Linked DNA regions of Arachis hypogaea: region 1 is linked to region 2. The links are chromatin contacts, called in public Hi-C maps. All regions are on one chromosome and are shown on one strand. Each heading gives the region's core, a stretch centred on a gene start, on an enhancer-like site or on the middle of the called end of the contact. The rest is flanking DNA. Distances are from core to core; before and after follow the strand shown.

Evidence for each region. A called contact is a pair of places that touch in the nucleus more often than the background predicts.
Region 1: a Hi-C map of leaf shows a contact between it and region 2, with 1.9 times the contacts expected there. The contact joins two enhancer-like sites. A contact is called at or near these places in 2 of 8 Hi-C or Micro-C datasets (leaf and an unstated tissue).

Annotation. Positions count from the first base shown.
Region 1 is chr10:10,842,674-10,849,520 of arahy.Tifrunner.gnm2.J5K5, forward strand. No RefSeq gene overlaps it. Among protein-coding and RNA genes, the nearest start is that of LOC112718170, 24 kb to the right of the region's middle. Within about 2 kb of position 4,423, at least 2 of the 3 cell types and tissues checked have open chromatin away from gene starts, as enhancers often do.
Region 2 is chr10:10,733,899-10,740,649 of arahy.Tifrunner.gnm2.J5K5, forward strand. No RefSeq gene overlaps it. Among protein-coding and RNA genes, the nearest start is that of TRNAE-CUC, 4.3 kb to the right of the region's middle. Within about 2 kb of position 1,298, at least 3 of the 3 cell types and tissues checked have open chromatin away from gene starts, as enhancers often do.

The DNA of each region.
Region 1 (6,847 bases), core at 3,173-5,672, 110 kb after region 2:
GCCTTTCTCAAACCTCAGTAAGTCAGTTTTAAATTTGAAGAAAAATTAAAATTGATTAACCGCTCTTTCCACCACCTGAAAACCAGTTGGATTCCCCAAATCACTTTCATAGCGCTCTCCATTGCGCCAACCAAAAATTTTCTCTAAAAAATTATTCTTTTAACAAAGCTGTTAGCACAAATCTCTTTACCCTTCCTAATATCCTCTTCTTCCAAGAGAGCTACGCTATCTATCTCCCCAACACTATCATTATTCTCTTCTCTAATATTATCCTTTTGAGCCTCCATCAAACATTCAAACAACAGTTTCAATCCACCAAATTTTAATCATTTGCAATAAAAACAAAATTTAGAGAGGTGCAAATGAGACGTAAAGAGAATAATATTGAGATCAGAATTAGTATTGAGGGAGTTTGACAAAAATAACCATTAATCTAAACATCACAAAAATTTTATTACAAAAAAATTCTAACAAAACATTTTTTCCTAGACGGCAGATATTAGTAACTCAAAAATTATAATCACTATTTTTTGGTATCCAATGAGTCATTATAATTGATTTTACAAATATGTCACTCTTATTGAATTAGAAATATATTAATCTAACTATATTATAAAGTCATGTACAAAAATAATGCAAGTATCAGTCGGCAAAATTTTACATATGTCGAGTTGAAGTCCTATCTTTTATAAAAGTGAAGTTTTTCAACTCCAAATATAAAATATGATATAATTTTATTGGAAAGTAAAGTTATTTTTAAATTAAATATTTTCACTTTTATTTTATATAATTTTTATTCTCATTATTTTATTTTTTATTATAATAAAAAAATATTATTATTATTATTATTATTATTAAGTTACAATTAGAGTGGAAAGTGAGTCAAATTGAGTTCAAGCAAAACAAGTTTAAATTTATCTAAAATAATTAAATTCAACTCATGACTTGATTCATTAACTATTGAACTTGTTTAATAAAGTTCAAGTTCAACTCACCAAAAATTTTTAAGATAGTTCGAATACTCAAATAATATAAATATAATTTATAATTTTATATAAAATGATAACATATATAAAAAAAGGGGGTTAAGTACGATTTTGGTCTCTAAAGTAGGGGGTTGGAAATTTTTTTCGTCCCCAACCTTTTTTTACTTACAAAATCGTTCTTAAAGTTTAACTTAGTTTTCAAATTGTCCTTTGGACCAAAATACCATTTCTCTTTTTCTCCAAAATCAACCAAAAACAGAGGTGAAGTGAAAGCAGAAACAGAAGCAGAAGTAGAAAGCAGAAGCATAATCAACAACAATAAAACAGCAACAACCAAAAGCAGAAGAATAACAACAACAATGGATAATAGAATCAAAGCAACAACAAGCAGAACCAGGAACAAAAACAAAAACAGAAGCAGAAGCAAAAGCAGAAAACAAAAGCAGAAGCAACAATAATGAAACAACAACAACAACAACCAGAATCAAAAGAAGAGCAACAATAATGGATAATGGAATCAGAACAACAACAACAACAACAACCGAAAAGGAAGACAAAGAACACCGGTGACCGACGAAGAGCATCAACGACCGTCCAACCTCGTAGATCTGTTGGTGTGAACGAGACCTCACTCCAACGGCGGTGACGGGATATGGCTCGATGACCGACGACGGCGGTTCGCGATGAGGATGACGGCATGGTGAGCTGGACGCAATGTCCCTTGGTGCCTCTGTTCCTCTCTTCTCTTCCTCTCCACTTCTCCTTCTCTCTCCCGCTGCTCTCTCATCTCTTGCTGTTAGTGTGAGTGTGTGATGAGGAAGAAAGAAAACGACGAGATTTAGCGGTGAGATCCAGCAGCGAGGACCGAACAATAAGGAGCAGTGGTGGCAGCGAGGGATTCCCTTTCCCTTCCCTTTCCCACCTTCCATTCTCCCTCTTCTTCCCTGGAAACCCCCCAAGTATGATTCCCTTCCCCAGTTTCCCATTTTCTCGTTTTCTTTATATATATATATATATATATATATATATATATAGATAATAAAAATAAAAAATTTGGTAAAAAGGACGATTTTAAAACTAAGTTAAATCTTATGGACGATTTTGTAAGCAAAAAAAGGTTGGAGACGAAAAAATTTTCAATCCCTACCTTAAAGAACAAAATCGTACTTAACCCTAAAAAAAACATCTAGATATAATTTGAGTCAATTTACAAATAAGTAAATTAAATTTATCTAAATATAATTTCGATTCATTTAATATTCACTAAAATTCAAACTCAAAATTGGCTGACACTATTATAGACTTCCTAAAGGTTCTTAATGAATTGAAAAAGGGTAATATATCCTGATTCAGTCTCCAAATATAATGAAACTTATATTCAGTCTTTTTTACGAATTATAATAGAATTTTTACTAAAATCAATAATGATTTTAATCACTAATTTCAAGAAAGTCACGTTCTTGTCACTCACCTAATTAAGCTAACCTAAGCTTAGTAACCTTTAAATGCTAATCTAACGTAATAGAGAACAAAGTACATTCTAATCCCAATATACTTTCGAAACAATTACTCAAACAAAAGTATAAAATAACTTTTATATGAACTAATTATTTTTACTTTTTTATCTCTCAATATAAACTTAATTTTATTAGACAACAAAAAAAATATTAAAACACACTCAAAATAAAAAGAACACCAAATCAGCAAAAAGCTATATCTCTCAACGTGTTTTAGTTGGTTGCCTTTTTTTTTTTTTAATGATTCCTTCATATATAGATAGCATGATCTCTTCTTTTAATGTAGGAATCATTTCCTTATTTGATTGAAATTGAATTACCCAGTTGCACTCATTAAGAAGATAGTCGTTGACTTTGAATGTGGATAACTTCCTTATTTGGTTTGATTACAATGTGTACTAGCTTTCTATGAATACATAATCGATCTTGTTAGTAAATATATCAAACATATACTGTACTGTTTTGCTTGAATCATGAATTATTAATTGAGATTTTTTTTTGAATTTATTTTAGAGAATTGTCAACTATATAATGAAGCCTGAAGGTCAATTTTTAAAAATAAATCTTTTTTTTATATTGAATATGATCTCATGAAATTTTTTCTTTTTTGTTGCTTTTTATTTTAATAAAATAATATCACAATAAATACTTATTTTTTTAATATATTTCTTGTTAAAATTTAGATTATATTAAGATTTTTTTTACAATACTTAAAATATATAATTAATATACTCAATCAATTATATTTTAATAAAATATTTGTCATCATTAAAATTGTTGGATATTTTCTTAACTTAACAACACTCTATCCATTCTTTAATTTATTTTACACTCCATAACCTGCTAACGCATTCAAAAGGGAACAAAACGGTTGACCAGGTCCGGGTGTTTCTTCTAGAATTGGTCTTGAACTGGTAAGCGCGCCTTCACTCTTGGTCCTTATTTCTCTTTACTAATATTTTAGAATATGTTTCAGTCTATAAATTAAATACTAAATCAGTCTTTCACGACTTTAGGTACATTTTAATTCGGCATTCGAACTTACTTAACTTCTTGAGTTAAGACCAAATCAGCATAATTTTTAATATTTTGCAAAAAAATTAAAAATATAAGAGAATATAAGAGAAAAAAAATTTTGGTAAAAAAATATTTTATTGTTCAAGTATTTGATACAAATAATTTACACATACACAAATTCTAACTTTCACCCCCTATTTATAGTCATCCACTTCTTAATAGATGGTTAGAATTAAATCTAATTAACAGTCTAAATTAATCATCTAAAACCTTCTTTACAAATATTTATCCTACCACAATTTTTTAAATGTTTTTAGATTATTTCATACCATTCTTTATACTTTTATATATATCTACACTTTTCTAAAATACTCTATGACCTTTCAGAGTCTTTCGAGACTTTCTAAGATATTTTAGAACGTTTTGGAACTATCTAAAATATTTTCAAATACTTCAAAATACTATACAAATACTATTAAATTTAACCGTCTAAAATTTATCGTGATAAATCGCTACATATTTGTTTATGTTTATATTTGTTATTCTACGTATTTTTCATTATCATTAAAATGAGTAAATATTTACGGAAGAATAATCAATTTTGTTGTTATTATTATAGAGTAATTAATTTTTGGTGTAACATAATTGAAGACTTAATGATATTTGTTCTTGTTAGTTAAGTTTATAAATAATAATAATAGGTTGTTAAATAAAGTATTTTTTTATTATATGCTCATCTATCTGATTCATCATCTTAATTTAAATAGCCGACTTCCTAGGAGAAACGTAATCACTGACGACCGATATTATAGAATGAAAAAATCAGCTGCAAGTGGACCCTTGGGAGTTGAAACTTGAAGGTTGAAAGAAGATGAGGAAGTAAGTAGAACTGTAGAAGTACACATGCTTTCTGTACACACTTCAACCAGTTTAATACAAAATCATTTTCTTTCACAAGTAGTTAGTATAAGTGTATAACTAAGGTATGTAACATGTGATAATATTATTATTGGTGAATTATGTTGGCATACCATAGATATTTTAATAGGCGATGCCAGGACTAGCTAGTATGCTAGGAGAATTACAAGAAAATCACCTATTTAATAATAAATTTTTAGATTATATTTAAAAAGAATAATTTATTCATAAAATAGATTATACTTTTTTTAATGTGTTATTTTTCAATCTCGCTACATTATCAATAGTATATTTACTAATTTTTACCAACTCTTATTTATAATTGTATTTAATAAAAATATCTTTATAAATGTGTCTAATAAAAATATTTTTTTATGGCTGTGTCTAATAAAAATATTTTTATAGATATATTTTCTAAAAATATCTTTTTATACATGTATTTAAAATATAATAATTAATTATTATTGATAATAAATTGACAGATAGTATATTAATATTCTATATTTTTCTGTTATTTTTATAGTAAAATAGAAAATATAGTTATAACATTATTTAACAAGTATTTTTTTAAATAATAAAAAATTCACTTATAAAATAATTTTATTTTAATATTAATAGATATATTTTTTTTATAAAAGATATACTTTTGAAAGTAATCTAATATTTATATTTTAGATGCGCTTTACAAACGTTATCTAATATCAAATGCACGCAAATTTAGTGAATTTTTTTTTTTCATTTTCACGCTAATATACAAATCAGTGCGCCTTCTCCTTCCTTGTAAGATTTTCTTTCGTTTTCATGCATCATCAACATTATCACCTTCATCTTCACATCTTCATCGTTGTTGTTCATTACCATCGTTGTATCCTTTCTAACCTCTCTGTGTCTCACTCTACATCCTTCTTTCTCACTCATTCTTTCACTTGTTTTCTCTTTTGGGTGTCAAAAAAGGTGTGTGGCTATTGTAAAATCTCAAACTTTTAAAAATTTTATTACAAACTAGTTTTAATTTATTTTATTTGTTCAAGACTTTATTTTAAAAAATTATTTTATTAAAGATAACTAAATTAAATTTTGATAAATTAAGTTTAAATTAAATAAGATTCTTATATAATTTTTATAATAATTAGACATTTAAAATGTTTAAAATTTAAAAGTTTTAGTAACTTAAAAAGTAATGAGGATTTTATATAATATAATTTGAATAATTAAAATTTAAAATTGAATACTTTAATTTTATGAACCAAAAACAATTTTATTGAATTATCTTTAATTTTTAAATTAAAATACTTATTAAAAACTAATTAGTGAATTTATAAAAAATATTTTTAAAATAATTTTAATGAATTATATTTAATTTTAAATTACTATTTTATTCTCTAATTTTATTAAATATCTATTCTACTCTTAAATTTTTAACTAAATCTTAATAAAAGAATAAATATAATTATATGACTATATAAAATATTTTACGCTATTAATATACTAAAATTAAACTTATATTTATTATTGTTTGATCTAATTTTTATCTATAAATAAAAACCATAAGAACAAGTTATTAGCTACAAGTTTTGCTAGTGAGTTCATTCTTGTATGTGCAATGCAACAAGTATCATATAATATAGAGAAATTGCGTTACAAATGATCAAGTATTATACATAAATTTCTACTTTTAATTTTCTATTCCATTCTTTCCAACCAAATATAGAGAATTTTCCTATTCTTGGTATTAGTCAATGTATACGTGACTTTCTACATGGACAGAGGCACAATAAGGATGATGATATGACAAGTTGGTTCTAATCAAATTTGTTTAAATAGTTTGCCTATGTATTAACTGAAGTTCTACAATATGTCAAAAAACTGTGGCACTAAAAATTAGACTTCAGATGGCAATTTTTTTGGGGAAAGCAAAAAGCAGCGAACAAGATTGGTTAAATGAAAGAATAACCTCATCAAGTATGATTTCTTCCAATTTTTTCATTTTTTGTTAGCAAGGATCTGCAGTGAGTGAACCTTGGTTTTCTTCCTGTTTCCCCTTTTATTCATTTTCCCAATTGTTTGCTTCGTTGGATCACAAATAAAAGCAGGCATGCGTACGCATGAATCAAAAGCTGGCCCAAATGGTTCTGTGGTTGAAGGGAATCTAAATCCATAATTTTCTTTGGACTTTTATTTTGGTCTGTAAATCAAATCCATCGAAACATAAACTCTAGCTGGCCACCAAGTGGGACTTCAAGCCACAAACATAAACCGATTATAATATAAGCCCAAGGTAGCATTTATTTTAAAATACTGGGACGGAGACTCACATACTAAAATTTAATATTATATTTGTTAGTTCAGAAGTAAAAAATTGGTATTAAAATTTTAGTCTCTATCTCAAATTTCAGTACTGATATTTCA
Region 2 (6,751 bases), core at 48-2,547:
TACTTATCTGATCCCTAGTTCATTGTGGCTTCATTTCCTTTTGCTTTCTCTTGTTCATTTTTTCTTGCTGCTTCTTGAGTTACTGCTGCTGTTTCCATATTTTTTGTTGCTTGTTTTTCCTTCTCTTATTTCTCTTTTTGTTGCTATTATTTTTCCTCTTTTAATTCCTTCCAAATATCGCAGTTTTTCTGTTCATGGTTTACTTTACCACATGTAAAGCAAATCTGGTGTATGTCCTCATATTCAACTTGGTATTCTTTTCCATTTACCATGTATCTTTTTAACAGTGGCTTAGTTAAGTCCACCTCCACGCATAGCCTTGCGAATTTTCTTCGACAGAGATGCGAGGTGTTGTAATCTACTTTACAGGTTCTACCTATGAGGTCACCTATTTTTCTTAGAATCTTTTCATTGTAGAGTTTGATGGGAAGGCCTGAAAGTCTAACCCATGCTGTGATTTTGTCAATCGAGATAAGAATGGGGTTAAAATTTGGCTCCCAGAGTCTTAAAGCCAAGTAGTGGTCATATATTTTCCAAGGACCATCAAGGAGATCATGATTTAAGTCATCCTCAGCATAAAACTTCACTAGGTAGAAGTCATTGCCAAGGTCTATGACATCCACTCCACCAAATCTGCCCCACATCATTTCCAGCCTCCTTTTTCATGGCTGCGTATCCAATCTTTCTCCCCATGAGTTTAACAATTAGGGATTTCCACCATAACTTCCAGAGTTCTCTTTTAGCATTATCATTTATAACAATGTTGAACATACTGTCTTCTATATCCACAACTAATATGTTTTCTTTGTCTTTTTTCTTTACATCTTCTCTTGGTTCTGTTGTTTCAGGTATTTTTTTCTAGTCACTCATCAATTCTTCATTTTCGGTGTCTGATAGGTCTTCATCGGATGTTGCTCCAGTTCCAGTGACCATGTTCGCATAGGACCTCGTTCTCTAATTCTCTACTTTATCTTTCATCCAATCTTCATGACAAGAGATAAACGCTTGTGTGTCTGAAAACCCATCTTCCCCTTTCCTAATCTTCTTCTTGTTTCTTGCTTGGTTCTCATGTTCCTGTGGTGGTCGGGAGTACTCATTGGGGGCCCGTTCCGGCCTATCGTTGCCGGTCATGGGCGGTGGTAGCCGTTTGAAACGTTAGCTTGTGCAGAGAAAAAACAAGGAGGGTGCTAACGGCTCCTTTCTTTTTTTATTTGTGTTAAGTGATAACTAATTAACTATACCCATGGGCCATGGACCAAGACCCCAAGTTGACAAGTCTATTTGAGTGGGGGAGAGGCCATGCTTTTTTAAGTTGGGGGGCCACTCCTTTATATATATAAAAAGAGAATTTTTTTTGGTGGGGCTGGAGCCTCATGAAATTTCGTCCCAGATAATTAGCATATTTTTTGAACTGGGAGATAGGTACACGGGCTTGGGCAAAAGGAAAAAAAAATTAGCAAGACTTTAAGCCTAATCAGGGGTAGCTCTCTTCTTCAAATTTGATTCTCTTCTTCAAATATGTGTTGCTAACCTAGAGATAAAGATGAGCAAGGTAAATTATGTTCATTATTTATTAACAAGCAAATCATGCGACCAAATCACTCACATTATTGTTGATTCAAAATTGATTAACTACCTCCTCGTGTAATTCAATTTCAATAAGCTAAGAGCAACTTTCTTGTTAATCAAAATCAAACCCACTGCACTATTTCCTTCACACACCCATAAACACTTAGTTTGATTTATATGGATATGAAGATTGAAGAAGATTTTGATCTAAAGAGAGATAGAGATAAAGAGAAATATATATAACAGATGATTTTGAAAAATTATATGTATATGTGAAGAAGAAATGGTTTGGTTCATTCCTTTATTTGCAACAACTAGAGGTTGTATCCAAAAGGATAACATAATTCCAAATTGTTAAAGATGTACTTACCCGGAGGTATTTTCTAGAAAATTGATGGTCTAATAATTTCACAATTTGGGATAAAACTTTGTCTTGGGTTTTCTCTTTTACTAACTTTATTCAATATTGTCATTCTTATTTTTATAATACTATTTTTTTTATAAATTTATACAAATATACCATGCAAAAGAATAAATAATGTAAAAGTAGCATTATAAAAAAATAGAAATAGCGTTATTGCTTTCCGATTTCTGGATACCTTTTGTTCCCTATGCAGCTACTATTGTTATTAGTTTTATGGTGTTGCAACGAACTTTGGTGGCTCTAATATGGAAATAATAGCTAGTGTGTAATGGGAGAGGCATGAATAGTGATCTTTATTGATGTATTTTAGAAGAATCTAGAAACTATAGGAGTTTCTAATAGGCTTTGTGTGGAATGTTAATTATCTATGAAAAAGTATAGGTAATTAATAACATTTTTAAACAATAATATGTGAATAATATGAATTAATAGGATTAAAAGAGTAAATTTAATGAGTAGTATTAAATTAGAGTATAGTGTACTTATATTTAATTAGTAATTGTTCATGTTGTTTAAGATAATCATTGTTTACTTAGCACTTCCCATTATCTATTTACATTATTCATATTAATATAAGATGATTTAATATATCGAGTAATATGAGCACCTGAGTAAAATTACTGTTCATCATGCTTATGTGTATTAGTTTTTAATGTATACTTCCTAACTAAATCTCTAACTAAAATAGTCATCCTATGCTAAAATCATTTTTGAAATTCAAATTATATCAATTATATTTTTAAAATTAATAAAAATATACCACATTAATTTTGGATTTTTTTTACGTACTAACATCGCTTGATAATGTGAATTATATATCATATTATGATTTAACTACGTGTAATTATATAATGGCATAGTAATAATTGAAACATAATATATTGACATAAACTATTATATCACATGTCACAATATTATTTGTTATTTGTTTGTGTGTCAATTTGTGTCTCATGTTATAAATACATTCAATTAATTCCTAATTTTACACTAAATAACTCATTTTAATTTTTAAATCTAAACCTAATTTATTATTTGTTGAAGGCTTTACAGTTGACCCGACTTAGCCTATAATAATAAGAGATGGTTAGTAGAGTTAATCATTGTGAATAAAATATTATATTAATTAAATCATTATACGACTATATATAGTAATATTATAACCTTCAGAAATCTATATAAGTCATTATATAATTACGTTGCCATGGCAATTCGAAAATCTGAAATTAGTAAAAGTTACCATGACCGATATCATTCACATCTTAACTTATAAGTCATTATTATATGTTTAGCAATAACCATTTCAAAACCTAATATCCAATGTTTCAAAACCCGCACTTCTTTAACCATATAAAATAAACAACCAGCACGAGTCCATCAAAAAAAAGATACCGGGATACCACATATTAGAGGTATAAGTTACTGATTGGACCAAAATTTATCGTAAAATCGAACCGAAATTTACAATAACTGAATGAAAAACTAAAAAAATCTGTTTTTTTTTTTCGAATTAAATCGATCGGTTCGATTCAGTTTTTGATTGGCTCAATAAAAATCGAACCAAATCGAACTGAAGTATTGGTTCAGAAATGCTTGTTTTTACACATTTACCCTTTAACCTAATATGCAAACCTCTAACCTCCCAATTCCTACTCAGCACAGCCACAAGTCACAACCCCACAACACAATGCATCAGTAAACTAAGGTCCATCTTTCTCCTCTATGCCTGATTGCCTGAGACCCTGAGAGAATGAGAGCTTGAGAGAGCCAGAGAGCTGAGAGCTGAGAGCGCCGTCGTTGAGTCGCCGTGAAGGACGTCGTCGATCTCCATCACAGGCGTTGCAGAGAGTTGTCTTCACGCCATTGTCTTGCCGTTGTCGATTTCCGTCTGAGCCGTTCTTCTCTGTCGCCGAATAGCAGTCCTCATTGCCGTCCAGCAATCTTCGTCGCTAAGCAGTTCCTCTTTGTTGGCAAGAAAACCCTTGGTTCGAGCCTTCTCTTGCAACTCACAATGTCGTCTTCTGAGGTTGGTAACTCGGTTTTTTCATAATTTATTGCAAGTTATTACTTATTAGATGTTCTTGTTGCTGGGCTGTTGAAAATTTGTTGTTGTTGCTGTTCGTTGAATTGAAGAAGCTCTTTGTATATATATACTTCTTATCACAATTTTAATTATAAATCCACATGATTTAATTTTTTAAATTTTTACTTCTTTATATCATATCAATTAAGATTCCAATTCCAAATATTAACTCATATAAGCAAAATAAAAAAATTTGGTGCTTACAGAGATATTTTACCTACTTTAGTCACTGCCCGACCACTTGAATCCTAATTGTATTTTCTCTTTGATTAATCTTTAGGACTGGTTTTGTCTTCCTGATCTTTGGTTTTTTCAAAATTTATTGCAAGTTATTAGATATTCTTGCTGCTAGATTAATTTATGTTGGATGAATCTAGTGTTGGATTAAGTTATGGATTTGGGATATTTTAGTTAGCCACAACTTTTTAAACATTGTCATGTCCTTATATCTACATTATGTCATGAAGTATCCCATACTTAATAAATCAAGTTTAGAGGCAAAAATGAACGTGAATAGTAGTACTCTTTAGTCTTTTCTAGACCAAAAGACCAATAATTACTTTGATGCAGGTTTGATAACATTAACACATAAAGATTAATGGAAATCATGTTTGAAGAAGAGAAAAGAGATTTTGGATTTGATGTAAAGACAATAGATTGAAAAGATTATATCACGAATGTTCATATTCCAGCTCTAAGGAAAGGGGAATGGATATTTAGTGACTTGAATACGAGGAAATCTTCATTATATCTCTGTAATCTATCACTAGAGAGTAAATAAAGAGTTTAACCTTGTTAAAATCTTCTTCACACGTGATATTAGTCAATTGTTTTATTTATTTCACTTTGTTTTGAGTTATCAATCTAAATAGTACTTAATTTAGAACCATGGTTCTTTCACAGTGAAGCTTAGAAATAGGTACATGGCACATGGGTTTACATTTAATCTACATTACAATTTCTTCATGCAATAATTTAGGACAAGTAGCACAAAGCCAATAATGCAGATTACTGCAGGAGGGTCCAATTATGAGATCAACATGGCTGCAAGATTTGTTGTTGTGGCTTAAATTGGCTGCATATATATGTTTCACAATTTTTTGTTGTGGTTTAATTTGGCTGCATATATATGTTTCACGTGATTTTATATGTTTGCATATATAGGCTGCATATAATTAATATGTTTCACAAGTTTGAATGCTAAATTTGTTGCTGGAAACAATACTTTTGGTACTGTTGATGAGTTAAAATGTTAATTTTTTATTGTTATGTTTATATATATACAACCAACAAGCAATGAACAGCCCAATGACAGTTGAGGCATTAATATGCACACAAAATTGGCTTCGTGCTTCTCCAATGACAACTGATTTTGAGGAGCTTATTGAAGAGTTTGAGAAACTTGAATTAAGTATGCAAAAAAGAAAATTGTAGTTCTTTTCATTGTTTATGTTTATAATTTATAATCTATATTATGTTTATAATCTATATTGATTTTTTTGTTTTATTTTTATAGAAATTGCACCAATCGAAAAAGATGATAATGAATCTGGTGTGGATTCAGATTAAGTATAATGGCTGTTTGGTTTTTATTTGTTTTAAAGTGACTGTTTTGGTTTAAAGTGTGTTTATTTTTGTTGTTTTGCTAGACATTTTTAGTTGTCTTTATTTTATGTTTAATTAAATTGAATTTGTATTGAATTTGGATGTGATATACTCTTGTTATTCTAGTTTATTGAAACAAGCAATGAACAGCCCAATGACAGTTGAGGCATTAATATGCACACAAAATTGGCTTCGTGCTTCTCCAATGACAACTGATTTTGAGGAGCTTATTGAAGAGTTTGAGAAACTTGAATTAAGTATGCAAAAAAGAAAATTGTAGTTCTTTTCATTGTTTATGTTTATAATTTATAATCTATATTATGTTTATAATCTATATTGATTTTTTTGTTTTATTTTTATAGAAATTGCACCAATCGAAAAAGATGATAATGAATCTGGTCTGGATTCAGATTAAGTATAATGGCTGTTTGGTTTTTATTTGTTTTAAAGTGACTGTTTTGGTTTAAAGTGTGTTTATTTTTGTTGTTTTGCTAGACATTTTTAGTTGTCTTTATTTTATGTTTAATTAAATTGAATTTGTATTGAATTTGGATGTGATATACTCTTGTTATTCTAGTTTATTGAAGGTTTTAAACTTCATTTTATGGTAATTTAAATTATGATCATTAGGTGTAAAAAAATCGAAAAAACTGACCGAACCAAACCGCTGTTAGTTCGGTTTAATTTGGTTCAATTGTTCAAATAATAACCAATTGAATGGTTGATATCATCGTAGAACCAATCAAATCGGTTCGATTGGTTTTCGATCCAAAATCAAACCAAACCAAACCAATTATACCTCTACCACATATAAAAGACAAGTCAAATGCCAACAAGACCAAAAAAAAGACAAGCCAAATGTTAAACTATATCCAATAGATCAACTAATTTCAAATCTTCAAGATGATTTCTTCTTCTCTTTCTTCAAGGCAAGCTCAAAAATCTTCAAGGAAAAAATATATATTATTATATAATGATACAATTTAAAAATATATGAAAAAAAGTGATATTGTAATACGAAATTTTATAACTTCGAATTTCAAATTATATTTGTTGGAAGTCAATTTCCTCTA